Linked DNA regions of Danio rerio: region 2 is linked to region 1. Evidence: chromatin contacts called from public Hi-C data. All regions are on one chromosome and are shown on one strand. Each heading gives the region's core, a stretch centred on a gene start, on an enhancer-like site or on the middle of the called end of the contact. The rest is flanking DNA. Distances are from core to core; before and after follow the strand shown. Region 1 holds the start of chst12a (carbohydrate (chondroitin 4) sulfotransferase 12a). Region 2 overlaps ttyh3a (tweety family member 3a).

Evidence for each region. A called contact is a pair of places that touch in the nucleus more often than the background predicts.
Region 2: a contact with region 1 is called in a Hi-C map of embryo, with 2.5 times the contacts expected there. The contact joins the enhancer-like site here to the promoter of chst12a in region 1. A contact is called at or near these places in 4 of 18 Hi-C or Micro-C datasets (caudal fin, embryo, hematopoietic stem cells and 1 more) and 2 of 4 datasets of contacts at active chromatin or transcription factors (embryo and gastrula embryo).

The regions. Positions count from the first base shown.
Region 1 is chr3:40,731,860-40,738,834 of GRCz12tu, reverse strand. It overlaps chst12a (carbohydrate (chondroitin 4) sulfotransferase 12a), which reads right to left and starts at 2,498. Exons shown (of 1, transcript NM_213547.2): 1 at 1,123-2,498. The coding sequence starts at 2,458. The coding sequence ends at 1,148.
Region 2 is chr3:40,981,977-40,988,951 of GRCz12tu, reverse strand. It overlaps ttyh3a (tweety family member 3a), which reads left to right. Exons shown (of 14, transcript XM_679082.10): 14 at 3,144-4,685. The coding sequence ends at 3,218. Among named protein-coding and RNA genes, the nearest start is that of lfng, 45 kb to the right of the region's middle. Within about 2 kb of position 3,376, at least 7 of the 62 cell types and tissues checked have an H3K27ac peak or open chromatin away from gene starts, as enhancers often do. A contact at or near this core is called in gastrula embryo, where this site is marked.

The DNA of each region.
Region 1 (6,975 bases), core at 1,249-3,748:
GATATTGAACCAAATCCATATGAAAAATAATCAAATCACCACATTGGTCACAACACCTAGTTCTACTTTACGTTCTCACTTTACAAAGTAAGCCAAGAAAAGCTCAGATCATGTCACTGGCTTGCACATACTTATTTATAATTATAATAATAGCGTCGCGTGATCGACGTGACTCATGGCATTAGCCTTGTGTGCAGTCATGCATTTATACTTCTGCATGCTGTTTGTGTTGCTCTGCAATAACACTTCCAAAACGCTAGCTGGCAGTAGGCTTTTATGTTCCTCTGTGTCCAGTTACATCACTGGTGTTTTGTTTTTTCCTGATTGCTACCTTAATGTACAAGTGGCTAACTGCGGGAACTGGCAGACGTGCAACAACTTTAATCATAAGGTAAACACATAAGTCTCCATCTGGACCTCCTTCACAGGACTCGACACTTGTAAACACTCGCTCCACTGGGCTCGATCACACTTGTCACAGCTGCCCAAGCTTACCAATAACAGAGCTTGCACTACGCATCGTTGCGACATGTAGTTAAATTTTTTGAGAGGTGCGCATCAGCGTTAGCATCAGCCATGGCAAGGGCTATGCGAAGGCTGTGCCGGACCATACGCGTGCGCTTGACGCAAAAGTATAAATCAGCCTTTAACAAGCATTGTGTAGAGAGAGGTTCCCTGTGAGGTTTTTGTCTCAGAGTTTTTCATTTAATTACTTTGATTTGATTTGAACCACATTAAAATAGACATCATATGAGTGCAAAATGGCTTCAACTAAACTTAAATGAGTAAACTGTGGCCATGATTTAACTATGAGGGAGGGAATGAATAATTTGTAAACATATTCTAAATTCATGGTTATAATAACTTTTTTTCCACGTCACGTTCAGGAGGGCACTGCACTTTTGAATGGCAAACAATGGAGAAAGCAATGTCTGCAATTACAGAACCTATCTGGAGGAGCTAACTGGATCAATCTAACTAATCTAACATTGACCCTTCGAACTGGAGTCATGTGAAAGAGCCTTCATTAACAGCATCATGTGAAAGAGCCGCACATTAAGAACCAGGCAGCAGGAACTCCTATTGCCCCTGTTGATTGTGCTGTGAGAATCGTTTCAGCACCCTGATAAAGTTGATGATCAATGCATTACTCATGTAAAAGCTTCTCTGGTTTGGAATATCCAAACAGTTTAAAGTCAGCTTCATAGAGCCTGTACAGCTCTTTTCTGGTTTCTAAAGGTATGTTGGCGAACCAGTCCTGCTCCCAACTGCTGACCGTTCTGTTGCGATGGCTTTCTGGGAACTCGACGATATTGTCTACGCGGAGAATACGCAACAAGTGCTCAGCGTCCTCATCCAAAGTCTCCAGCTTCCCCACGAAATCATAATTTATCTGGCAGGGATGGCACAAACGGTACATTTGTCTCCAGTGCTCGTTGAAAGGCATCTCTTTCTCAGTGCTAGGATCCAATAAATACTGAACGAAATTTGAGAAAGACGGTCGAATTCCTGCGGCAAAGGCGTCCACTACTGATGCCGGTGGATCGGTGTAATTGCTGTATTTTTTTAGCATGACATGAGCGAATCTCTTGTAGAAGTCTTCGTTCTCTTGTTCGAATTTGTTGCGATAGGCAGAAATCAGTCGTACAAAAGGGTCCCGCACAAACAAAAACTTGGTGTATTTCTTGAGCTTGATTTTCATGAGGTGCCGTGAAAACTTTCCATAGCGCTTCCAGAACTTGTTGAAGGTGAAGTGCAGGCTACTGTTGTGGATGAGCTCCTGAGGAACATCTAGAGGGTCTTGGTAGGGCACACCATCCACTAGCAGGCTCTCACTCAGCACAATCATAATGCGCTTCCAGTTTGTGCAGGCCACCTTGGGAACGTAACAGTAGATAATCCCATGCCTGTCGTCCACGATGAGGTGATCCAACTCTTTATTGGGAATGTCGTCAAAAGTTCTGTTCTTTCCGGGGAAGTCAAAGACGCTTTTGTTGCCGCACACATCCTGGATCAGCTGCTTTCTATTTTCCTGCTTTTGCTTTTTCTCAGGATCAATGGGGGACAGATGGATCTTCCACTCTCGTCTCGGGACAAATTTCTCATCTGATTTCTCAGAGGACTGATTGTGAGGTTCTCCAGGAGGGGGTTCTCCTCGCACCTGTTCTGTAGGGTCTGCGGTTCCTTCTAGAAACTGGTTGACAAATGCATCTATGTCCGTCAAGAACGAGCTCTCCTTGTCTTCCTCTACTTTCTTTTCAGGCCCACGACGGCCCTGTGGAGAGAGGCGTGACGGATGGGGTCCGGAGATGGTAGTGTGCAAGTAAAAATTAGAGGCCCCCACATCATCCCAGTATATGATTATAAGAAGGATCATGAAGACGGCACCCACAATCATGAAAATGCGGAATAACCTTGACTTTCCCATTTTGGTAGATTTTGATTGAGAAAGAGCCATTCTCACCTCAACTCCATTATACAAGCGACTGCCCAGACTGCATTCATCATTCTCTGAAGTAAAAGGAAACAAATCAGAAAAGGGAAGTCAAGACTGTGGCTGACATATGTGGCACAATCTTGTGGTTCTCATTACACAACAGACAACTAACATTTTAGATTCTCTTTATATGATAAAGCATTCAAACTTCCTTCTGACTGGTTAATCATGACTGAGCATTCTATTTTAGTATAATAAAAAACTATATTTCATCACTTACCATGAAAACACAGTGGTGCTGTGTCAATTTAAATTGTTAGCTTAAAAAGCTAGAATAAAATAAAACACACATATTTTACCTCAATTTAAATTCAATGCTAATTGCTCATTTTAGGTGGTAAGAGTTGACAGATTTCACCAGAAATTGAGGAACATATGACCGTCTCTGATCATCTCTCTCACCTTTTTGTTTTTTCAGGTGAAGACAAAATTTCATCTAGTAGAAAACATTAGACATGTTTAAAATGTTGAGGCAAAATTAGATCACGTTATATCATCAATATTTTGTGTGTTTCATAAAAACAAGGCACATGATCATACCTGAGGTGGCTGTTATTCTCAGTCGTTTTGTAGCAAATGAAGCTACATTTACACTGTTGGTTCAAATAAGATTATATGCGTATACAAATGGAATCTTATGTAAACAACTTACTGTCCAAACTCTGAATCATATGGAGCCAGATCAGTCTCATAAAAGTTTTACAAAATAATTAATAAATTCATAACATAATTTATAAAAACACAAATCCAATTCAGAATAGACCCTTTACTCATTTCCTGGTTTCTCAGTAGCAGAAGTAGTCATTGTTAGGTAAACTTAGAGTTGAGCTAATTGGAGAATACAGCAATTTTTTTTTTTTTTTACAATTGTATTTGCTGAAATAAAAGAAAAACTCCATGATGGTGTTAAGACTGATGACGGCAACCAGACGACAGAATAACATCAAATTTACTCACAGCCCCATAAAAACATTAGAAACACCTCACCTAAGTGATAATTACTTTTTTTTTTTTTATTTGACACAAAGGTGATATAATACATTCATAAATACAGATAAGTTCTAATGTCTTTTTTCGAAAATCTAATTACTAAAATCTTTCAAGGATTTAAGATTATGATGACCGTTAAATGCGTCATAATAGTCTTGTGAAAGGGTCCATTTCAAAATCCAAGTAGTAAATTCAAAACACAGTTTATCAATACATAAATCTAATTTGTAAATTAAAAAAACTGTTCATAAATACACAAATATAATTTGTAAAGTTAAAAAACTGTTCATAAATACACAAGTCTAATTTGTAAATTCAGAACAATTCATAAATACACAAATCTAATTCAGAATTTCAAAATCAAATTCATAATTCAAAACACAATTCATAAATATACAGACTCAATTAATTTGGGCAAATGTTTATTCCTTTTACTTGTGAATTCACAAATTGGTTTTGTGCATCTATGAATTTACATATTGGATTTTGTACATATGAATTGTGCTGTTACTTTTGAGACTGATCTGGCTCCATAGCATCACAATTGTTAAAAACTTAATTTTGCATCCTGAGGTGCACTTTTTCTTTCCCGAACATCTGAATTGGATTTCTGACAATGGTACTGTGTTGGTATACATATTATACATTTTAAAAAAATTCAGAAACAATGTTTGCAATGCAGACACTATCTTACAAAATAACATGTTTCCTTTGTGCTGGATGACGTCTCCTTAAGCAGCAGCAGAAATATATAATGCTAGCATGTGCAGCTTCATTTCCTGCTACCATCTTCAGTGGCCTAATTATTCTTAGAGCTTTATAGACCACAGACAAGCAACTTATTGTAACTTTCCACTCAACTTACAGCAAAAACACTCAGCATGTTTTCCTAAAATAGTGTTTGATTATTTTACATTTTATGTAGTGTGAGTCAAAAATTAACAGTACCCAAATGTTGTGCAACAGATTTCCAGAAATATGACTTAAATATTATTATAAACCACATATGATTGTAGATTCTCCTTGGATTAAAACAAAAGGCAGAGAATCTGAAGGAGATTTTTAGGTGGAAAGTGATTTTTAAAACTGTGTAGTATTTTCTAGCCTTAAAGAGAATGTGCTAATTTAAAAATAGAAACGTGGAAATCCTTTAATTTACTCACCCCTCAGGCTAAGGCTGCACGATATATTGTTTCAGCATTGATATCGCAATGTGTGCATCTGCAATAGTCACATCGCAGGATATGCAATGTTGGTTTGGATTATAGTTGATCAGCACCACAGTTAAGAATGCCTGAGAATTGTTGGGTAACTTCAAAGTGTAACTAAAACAGAGTGAAAATGTATCATTTGCATGTGTTTTGAAAGCATTTCAAGAGAGATTGAAGCATTTGGGGAGAAAAAGAACAACATTTGTAACTTTGAAGAAACAATAATTCTTCTTTTTATTAATACAATAAAGTCTATACATTGCTATTTAACATTTTACAATTGATTTGAATATTCTGTACTTGAATTCTGTTTGACACTCCAGAAAACCATAACGCTGTTTGTTTTACTTTTTTCTTTGCTCTATTACCACCTCAGAAAAAAAAAAGTGTCTCTCCATGTACCACCATAATGACCAATATTGAAATACAGTAGCGTAGTAGGCCTTATTAAGCAGCTAAAGCTCTGCAGAGTTCAAAAACCAGGCAGATTAATTACTATTATTATGAATACTTATTATTGTGAAACACTTTAACCATTATAAATAGTTTGAACATTAACACTGTACTGTGCTTACAGGAAAAAAATAAATAAAATGTCAACATTTAAATTAAAATGTGCTTTTAAAAGTTAATAAAAAAATAGCTCTGTTCTTAAAAAGTAAAAAAAGAAAACTTCTGTGCGTAAATGTAAAGTATTATCATAAAGCAGCTTATTCATCAAAACCTGCAAATGTTCCTTGGACCTTATAAATATAGGCTGTATGCCATCATATTCATATATAAACTCTTTTGAAATCTAAACATTAGTGTGTATTTTAAATATACCATTTGAATTTAAATATTTAATTTAGAAATTAGACCTGCTCACTGAGCATAAGAGTAGGCTTTGTGTGCCAGAAAAGCAGGTGATTAAACTAAACCCATCAACATTGGGATTATATATAAATACGGGATGTGCCCCCAACAACCGTTACAAATATGGGGAGGAAATTAGCTTCAAATGATAGAATACATTAGAAAAATTTTAATAAAATAAAAGGTTTATCCTTTTAAAATCAATTTGCTGATCACATCGGTGTTAGTATACGCATTAAAGGGTTAAAGCGTGTTTATTTTTTACTTTAATTATTCAGTGATTCCTCTGCGTACCACTAGAAGGAAGCCTGTGTACCACTGTTTGACAACCACTGCTCTATTGTATACATTGTTGCTTGCAATTTGTTTATTTTTTGTCCATGATTCATTCCCCAACAAAACCACCATAATCAGTCTAAATTCAAGATTTCTTCCCCAAAATAGTGCTATTGAACCATCTGTTAAAACTGCATTCATATCGCTATACATATCGCATAAAGATATTGCAATGTCTGATTTTATTAAATATTGTGCAGCCCTACCACAGACCATCTAAAATGTGGGTGACTTTCTTTCTTCAGTGCAACATTTATTGTTTTGAGTGCATACAGTACAAAATGTAACAATGATGTAATAACAACAATGTAAAGTTTCCAGCATAAAACATTTGTTTGGCTTTATAAGACCTCTGTGTGTCCTCATTTATTTTGTTTTGCCTATACTTTTTATGACTCTCAGAGTGTAGGTGGTCATTGAGCTGGATTTTATGAATCACCAAGGACCACTTTCAACTAAAATTCTTCTTTTATGTTCCACTTAGGGGGGGGGGGGGGGGGGGGGGGGGTATGGGAGACATATTGGATGGCCTGGGTGCAAATAAATTACTTGTCTATTATTTGTCCATTCACATGGGCTCAATTATTTTATATTTTTTTGTGATTTTCTTACCAAGTCTACAGACTTCTCCATCTCTTACAGATTTGCTACATTGCAGTGTATAGTATGCGGTCTTTGCAGATCTTTTACTTAAGGTAAACATTTGAACATTCATGCACATATTTATCTGGGAAATATCAGTCAGGCAGCTGTTATCACAAAATAAACTCAGGCAGGGTTTGTTTAACCATAATAACTGGCTCGACTGAACATTATCCCTTACATAATGTAGAGGGATTTTTAGTTTAAACAGATTTATTTAGTAAGTAATGTAACCCCTACCAAGAGTTACTCCGCCACAGGGCTTTTAGATGACCCAGAAAATGTTTACAGGGCACTCACAGAATAACACAAAGACATCAAATATTAATGTGATTATTATCTTACTTACAGGAAAGTGCAGGGGGAGAATATGAACACATATTACACAGGAAACCAACAGCAATTTCCACCAATCATAGTATTGTTGAAGAACAACCATCTGGT
Region 2 (6,975 bases), core at 2,127-4,626, 250 kb before region 1:
TTTCACAATAATTAACCCCAAAAAAGCTAGAGCAAAGCAAACACCGCCATTTTCTGGTATAAATAGGAATTCTGGAATAGGAATATGGTATAAATAAAGCAATACAAACTAAAAAAGAAAGAGATCGAATGTCACTTACCTAATTTATTCAGCTGTAGTTTAACACTTAGAAAATGCTGTTTTTCTTTCCTAAGGACTTTGTTTGCCAGGTCTGTCGCCATCTTGTGGCGGAACGTCAATTGTCATTTTCTTTGGTCTGCTCAGACAGGTTGATGCCAGCCAATGCACTGAATTTGATGCTCAGAAATTTTTTATTTGGCACTAATGGTGTGCTGATTTGGTTTAAAACACATGCACATTTATGTATTTTAATTCGTCTCTGCGTCTTAAGTGCAACATTCTCACTTAAGAATAAGATAAAATAAAATGAATTGTATTTCTCCAGGTCTTTACTTAGAATTTTTATAAAACATCATGACACCCTATAAAAAATATAGGCTACAATATGTTTTACTTTAAAATGAACTTTACGGAATGTGTCTCCATTTTTTTTATTGGGGTTTTAAAATTAAACCTATAAGATTGACATTGCGACTTTCAGTTTGTTAAGCCTACATAGGAATTTCTAATAAAAACAAACAGCTGTGTGCAATTTAATAACTCTATGACAGGAGCTACATACACTATCTATGATTAGAGATTACTCACAACTAAGGATTTTCAGCAAATGAACATTTTGCCTTCCCACAGTGTAAAATAAAAGTAAAATATGATCAATAATTCATGACAACATGTGTTTATGTTAACTATTATACCTTATCCAACAAAGTGAATCATGTTCTTAATTTTTTCACAAATCTCAGTCAGTGTGAATGTACCTTAAGGCTTGTCAACACAAATTCCTCCACTTCCTGCATTTATAGATTGCACAAAAAGCCATGTTGTTGTTTTTTTTTTTTTTTTTTTTTTTGTAAAATTAGATTTCCGTTCATGTGTAGTTTGTTGTTTTATTGTTGTACTTTGAAGTGTTGTTATTAGTGATACATAATAATACTGTCAGTATTAATATGCTGTAGCTAAGAGCTTTCAACCCCATTTACTGCATCTGTCATCTACACTGATGATTATCAGCGTACGTTGAATTAGAAAATACAGATCAGGCAGTTCAGTCCTACAGGAGGAAAGAGCTTTTTTAAAAGCCACAATGCAAACATAAGGATAGAAAGAGTGAGAGTAATCCTCCAATTGCATTCATGCCACACTCAAAAACTCAGAGAGAATAAAATGAGCTCAAGGGAACTGATTGAGACTTTACATTTAGCATTTTAGGACTATTTTTGTACTCATTTTTGTCATATTAGTAAAAAAGGTAAAAGCACCATTTCTGATGTAGCTTGACAGCTTACTGTTTATGAGCAACAGATCAAGTTAATATGTGCATTTTTACCCTTCTAACATTTTGTTTATTTTTGTCCCTTGGACAGATCAGTATCTACAAAGGCTGTCGAAATGATTCTGCAATAGTGAATTAAAATATTTGAAACAATTAAAAAACAAACACTGTATGTTAGGGATGCTATATACATTATCATGAATACATTTAGTGATCATGGGTCAAAGACAATAACATTCTAATAAAAGCTGTATTTATTTTATTTATTTATTTATTTATTTATTTATTTATTGAGTCGATTCATACAACCAATAAATTGTAATTCAGTTTACCAATATTTTACATACCAAAAAATAATAAAAATAATGATATTAATATTGTCTGGCATATTTAGAAACACATTGTTGCACAATTAAAGATTTAAAGACCGCCATCTATAAGCAATACGTTTTAAATAATATGAATATATAGCACTTAATATGATCACTTTTGCTTTTGTATGTTTTAGTAAGGTTAGACTAACCCCTGGTTCCATAGACATGGCTTAAGGCTTGTCCTAGACTAAATTGCAGGCATGAGGTTTTTTACTTGTAAAGAACTTAGTGTGACATATCTTTAAATATATAGATGAAATAGTTTTGTCTGAAGATGCACACCAGTAATGTGTTTTCAGTTTTGTATTTTTTAAACAGTTTAAATACCCTAACTAAATTAAACTAAGACCTAGTCCTGACCTATCTAGCTAACTCGTGAGACCAGGCCTATGTTTATGATGCATTTCACCCAGGTTTTTACAATTTTGTTTTCTCAAAAGTTATTTGAAAACATTAACGGAAAACTCCATATTTTTTTTTAGAAAGAGGCTCATTTTACGCACAACTTCCCAAGAGGTCTGGCTGCAGACCTGGTGCAGTGCAATCTGAGCTGCATGCAATGCTTTTTAATGGGCTAACCTAACCCAACCCCTAACCCTACCCCTCACTAGCTCCATTGAGTGCATTGTGTCTGGCATTGCATGTCTGAGATATGCAATCTAATGTTGCATCATCAAGGCTGCATTCAGATATTATTCACATGGGAGTCAGTTACTCTAACAAGGAGGCTAAAGAACATGGCCTCTAGCATCTGTCGCTAGAGCACCCTTTTTTTTTTCTTTTTTTTTTTAAGTGGTCAGAGGAGTGAGGTTTACCTACATAGCACTTCATTAGCTTAGCATAAATAATAGAATCAAATTAGACCATTAGCATCTTACTCAATTTTATAATTCTTAGTATTTATAAAAAGCTTGGTACTTCTGTATTACAAAAATAAGGAAACTTTTCCTATCGCTCTTACTAACCCAATGTATTTTTCTTTTAAATTGTCAAGCTTAATTATTATTTTATTTAATCTTTTTTTTTTTTGAGCAAGATGCTAATAGGCTAATTAGATTCAATGATCTATGCTAAGCTCACCTAAATTTGCCGTAGAAACATGGATTCAAAAATGGTCAAAAATGACCTTGTTTAACCCTAGCGAAGTTGTAAAATAAGCCTATTTCTAATGATATTTCTAAATAAAAAGTGGAGTGTCCCTTTAAGTAGACACTTAGCAAGCATTTCAAATGTCTATTTTTAAGTATGACTTACTTTAATTAATCAAAAACACCTAAATGAGAATTATTTTTCTTTTTTGATCTTATCATCAGCTCTACACAGAATCTAAATGATTTTAATCCAAATTGTTGTTGTTGTTTTTTGTCTCTCTGTAGTACACATCCAGTATGAGAGCCAAATACCTGGCCAACACCCGACCTGACCCCAACAGCAGCTCCGCAGCAAACTAGAAGAACAGCATCTCTTTTCCGAACAGTCTACAGCTCCCACTCGCACCACATCTACTCCCACTCTCCCAATTCAGTTTCACCCCAGGCCCACCATCCAGCCATGCTGATCTCTGACGTGTGCTCTTCAACCCAGCGGATAAAGGACGTCCTTGATTCATGTAAATACTGCTGTCGGAGGAATGTTCCAGATGGCCGGTTCAGTTCAGGCAGCTAGTTCATCCAGTATGTGTGTGTGTGTGTTTGCATCTGTATGAACCACATTACTTACAGATAGATTGAGTGACATGCATTTGTGTGTGTGTGTTCATTTATGCTGCCCTTGCGCAATTGTGGTGCTCTTGCCAGAGGTTCAGAAAGCTCCAGAACTGAAGGACTGGATATGGTTTAATGCCCGTACATTCCTGCATGGCCTCTGTTCTCTGAAGAAATGTGACCTTCTCCATTTGCCACATGCCGAATCTACAGTTTACATCAGTGAAGTCTACTGTAATATAACTGAACCAGTCTCTATCTCAATAGGATGATGAACTCTGAGCAGTGAGAATTTAGCCCAGGTTTGAGTTGAGGTCTTCTTTGATAGCAGTTTTAGGGATGAGGATTGATGGTTATTACAGTGAAATGGTGTGAGAAATAAGGCCAGAAACATGCTTTATGCTAGTGCACGAATGCAGACACAACAAATGTGTCAATTCAAAATGGTGTTTAATGCCAAGATTTATAATCTGAATTTTAATCAGAAAAAAAGCTATGGAAAAAATTAAATGACAACTTGAAAGCTATTGTTTTTTATATAGATTTAATGAATTGATTAGTTATGGCCAGTGCTTAATTTGAGATGGATTTTGCCGGATCCTGTTCCGGAAAATGTCTGATTTTCGTGTTTTGCGTTCCAGTATTTATTTTACAGGATCCGGCATTAACTTGTGCATGGTAAATAGTCATCAAGTGCAAGTTAAAGCAAAACTCACGTTAAAATTTTGGCCCTCTACAAAATTTTCAGCTAAACGGCTTTCTTATGTTTGCAGTCACTCTTATTGGTTGGTCATTGTTTCGCGTGCAGTGAAAATAACTAATGGCATAGTGGCCAACATAAAGAATATTTGTATTTTCAAAATGGCAAAGAGGCAGTCAGGCATATATTCATTTTTTTAAAACCACAAGTAAATCTGATATAGGGCCTGATCAAACGAGAAGATGAAACTGCGTGAATGGATCAGGATAGCAGGAGACAGAAGCAAAGTCAGCCAGAAAACATGACAGAAGAGGTAACTGTAGCTCTTCTTGTAGATTAGACTGGGTGAGTCTTTTAATTATTCTTTTTTCACTTTGCACATAATAGTGATGTGAACTGAATATTGATTGTTCGTAAGATTTATGTTTGTAGCTACATGTTTTTATTATCCATGACTGACCCATAATGTTATGTGGTACAAAATAAAGTTCAGAAAAAGGATGCTCTTTTTAAAATACGAGTGCTATCACCATTTAGTGATGTCATGTTCCGGGGAAACTAAAATTGTGTGGTGGAAGTCGGTCACTGTACTTTTATTTTCAGGCTTTGCTCTGGGAATTATTCATTTAAAAATTAAGCACTGGTTATGGCTTTGAGTGTGTTTTATTCTTTAATGGTCTGATGACATTCCTCTAAATAAAAATATTGTCATTTAGAGCATTTCGTTTATAAATGATTCCATTTCTGGTAATTTAATTTTTTTTAGGGTTTTGTTAATTTTTAACTGCAAAAATGCGGTAAAAAATGCTCTAAATGAAAAGATTTTTTTTTTTTAATTTGAAAGAAATGTCATCACTGCTACAGATTAAAAGACTACATTTTACTCATAACTACACATGTAACTATACATCATAAATACAGAGAAACTGAGACTTTTCAAGTGATCAAGATTAATTTCTTTTAATCATTTATGATTTAATATAGTCCACTATAGTAAATGATAATAAGTGAGCGAATGCATTGTGCTTATTGAAATCTATTGAGTCCAAACTAATCGCAGTATAGTACACTATATGCATATGTAGAGTGGTTTCAACCACAAACATTTACTTTTTACAGAAATAATTAATCTAATATCTAATATGACTGTTGGAAGATTCTGCAAATGTTGCCTTAAAAACATTTTGTGCAGCATTCATGACATGCTCTACCCAATACTGTTTTTGTTTATGTCAGTACAGCAGTTGTTACAAGTCATGACTAAAAAGTCTATTTACAAGTTAAGATTATTATAATTTCATTATTTCACTAGGTGGAATCCTGCAATTATGCTAATTAGGACATGAATATGTAATTTGTGTCGTAAAGTGATATGATACAATAATTGAAGCTAACATTAGAATAGCTAGCATTTGCATGAAAATGTGTACTCTTAACAGTTTGTATTCGGGTGTTGAACTCCATACTGAAGGTGGCGGTTGTGAGTGCCAGATGTGTTTTCATTCAAGTAGCTAGCTGTTAACATCTTCAGTTAATGTGTCATACCTCAGTTTGTGTGTTGATGTCATGCTCTGGCATTAGCATTGTTAGCTTTTGCAATCCTGCACTAGTCTATAGTCTGTTTCAGGCCTTTATATGTAGTTGTGAGGAGAAGAATGCTTTGGATTCTGTCATCTCATTTTCAGGCTTGATTTTCGGTGGAAAGTTATGGTTTCTAGATGCCGTGCTTTTGAAATGCTTGGTTTTCCCCTCAACACTCATGAATTGCATTTCTTGAAAAAGGAACAATACTAATAATATCCACTGCCATTACTGGAAAAACCTGGACAAACAGAGCTGGACTGGCCAGCCTGGCGAAGAAGACGTTGAGGAAGCTTGATCAGATTGTTGAACAAACTCTGATGATCTGGATTTTGACCAAACGCTGATGATCAGGACGACCACAAACTGCTCTCGCATTCAAGTATTTTCAACTTCTCGCTGTCTGAGATGTGGAAATCTGAGTTTCCTAGTCTGATGCTGATGCTGGAACATCTGAACATTAACCTTTGAGACACTGGGACCAGTTTGGATGATTTTGTCATCGTTTATCTCTTCAAAACAAGAAGCTGGGAGGATTTCATTGTACTGTACGCAGTGTAAACTGAACGTTTTGCTGATCAGTTGAGTCCTCAGGGAAGGGGATGCCAGTATGACAGGAAGTGAAGTCATCTGTGGCCTGTCTTTTTATTACTACTTTTTTTTCTTTCTTCCCTTCAAAGACACAAAAGAGAGGTCGCATGCCTCAGTAACTTTTGCTGTAATTAAGTGTGACTGTCAAAAGCCCACAGTTTCCTGGGCTTGTTGCTTCTGCACCACAAATTGCTTTCATTACCAGAATTGAGGGGAATCTTGCCATCCCAGAAGAAGACATTAAAGTGAAGTGCCGTCACCGAATATTTTCCCCTTGGTGAGAGAACAGACGGCTGGCATATGATCAGGGTGAACTCTCTTCCTTTCTGAAGTTACAGACAGAGTTTAGTATGAATATGTCAGCTGTGTGTGTGTGTGTCTGTGTGTGCGTGTGGGCTGGTGCCCGTGTTTTCTGTGGGCATCATCTGTCTCAGCTTCACCAGGACCTTCTCCTTTCTCATGCTGCCAACACCCCTATTTCAGGACACTGAGTTCAGGTCATGTTCTGAACCCATTTCAAGGCTCAGCAATAAGTAGACTTTAGTTTTCCTTTTCGTTTTAGTCTGACATCACTTGTTCCACAAAAGTGCTATGCTTCTGATATGCACATGTAGCAAAAATGTCAGAATTTTC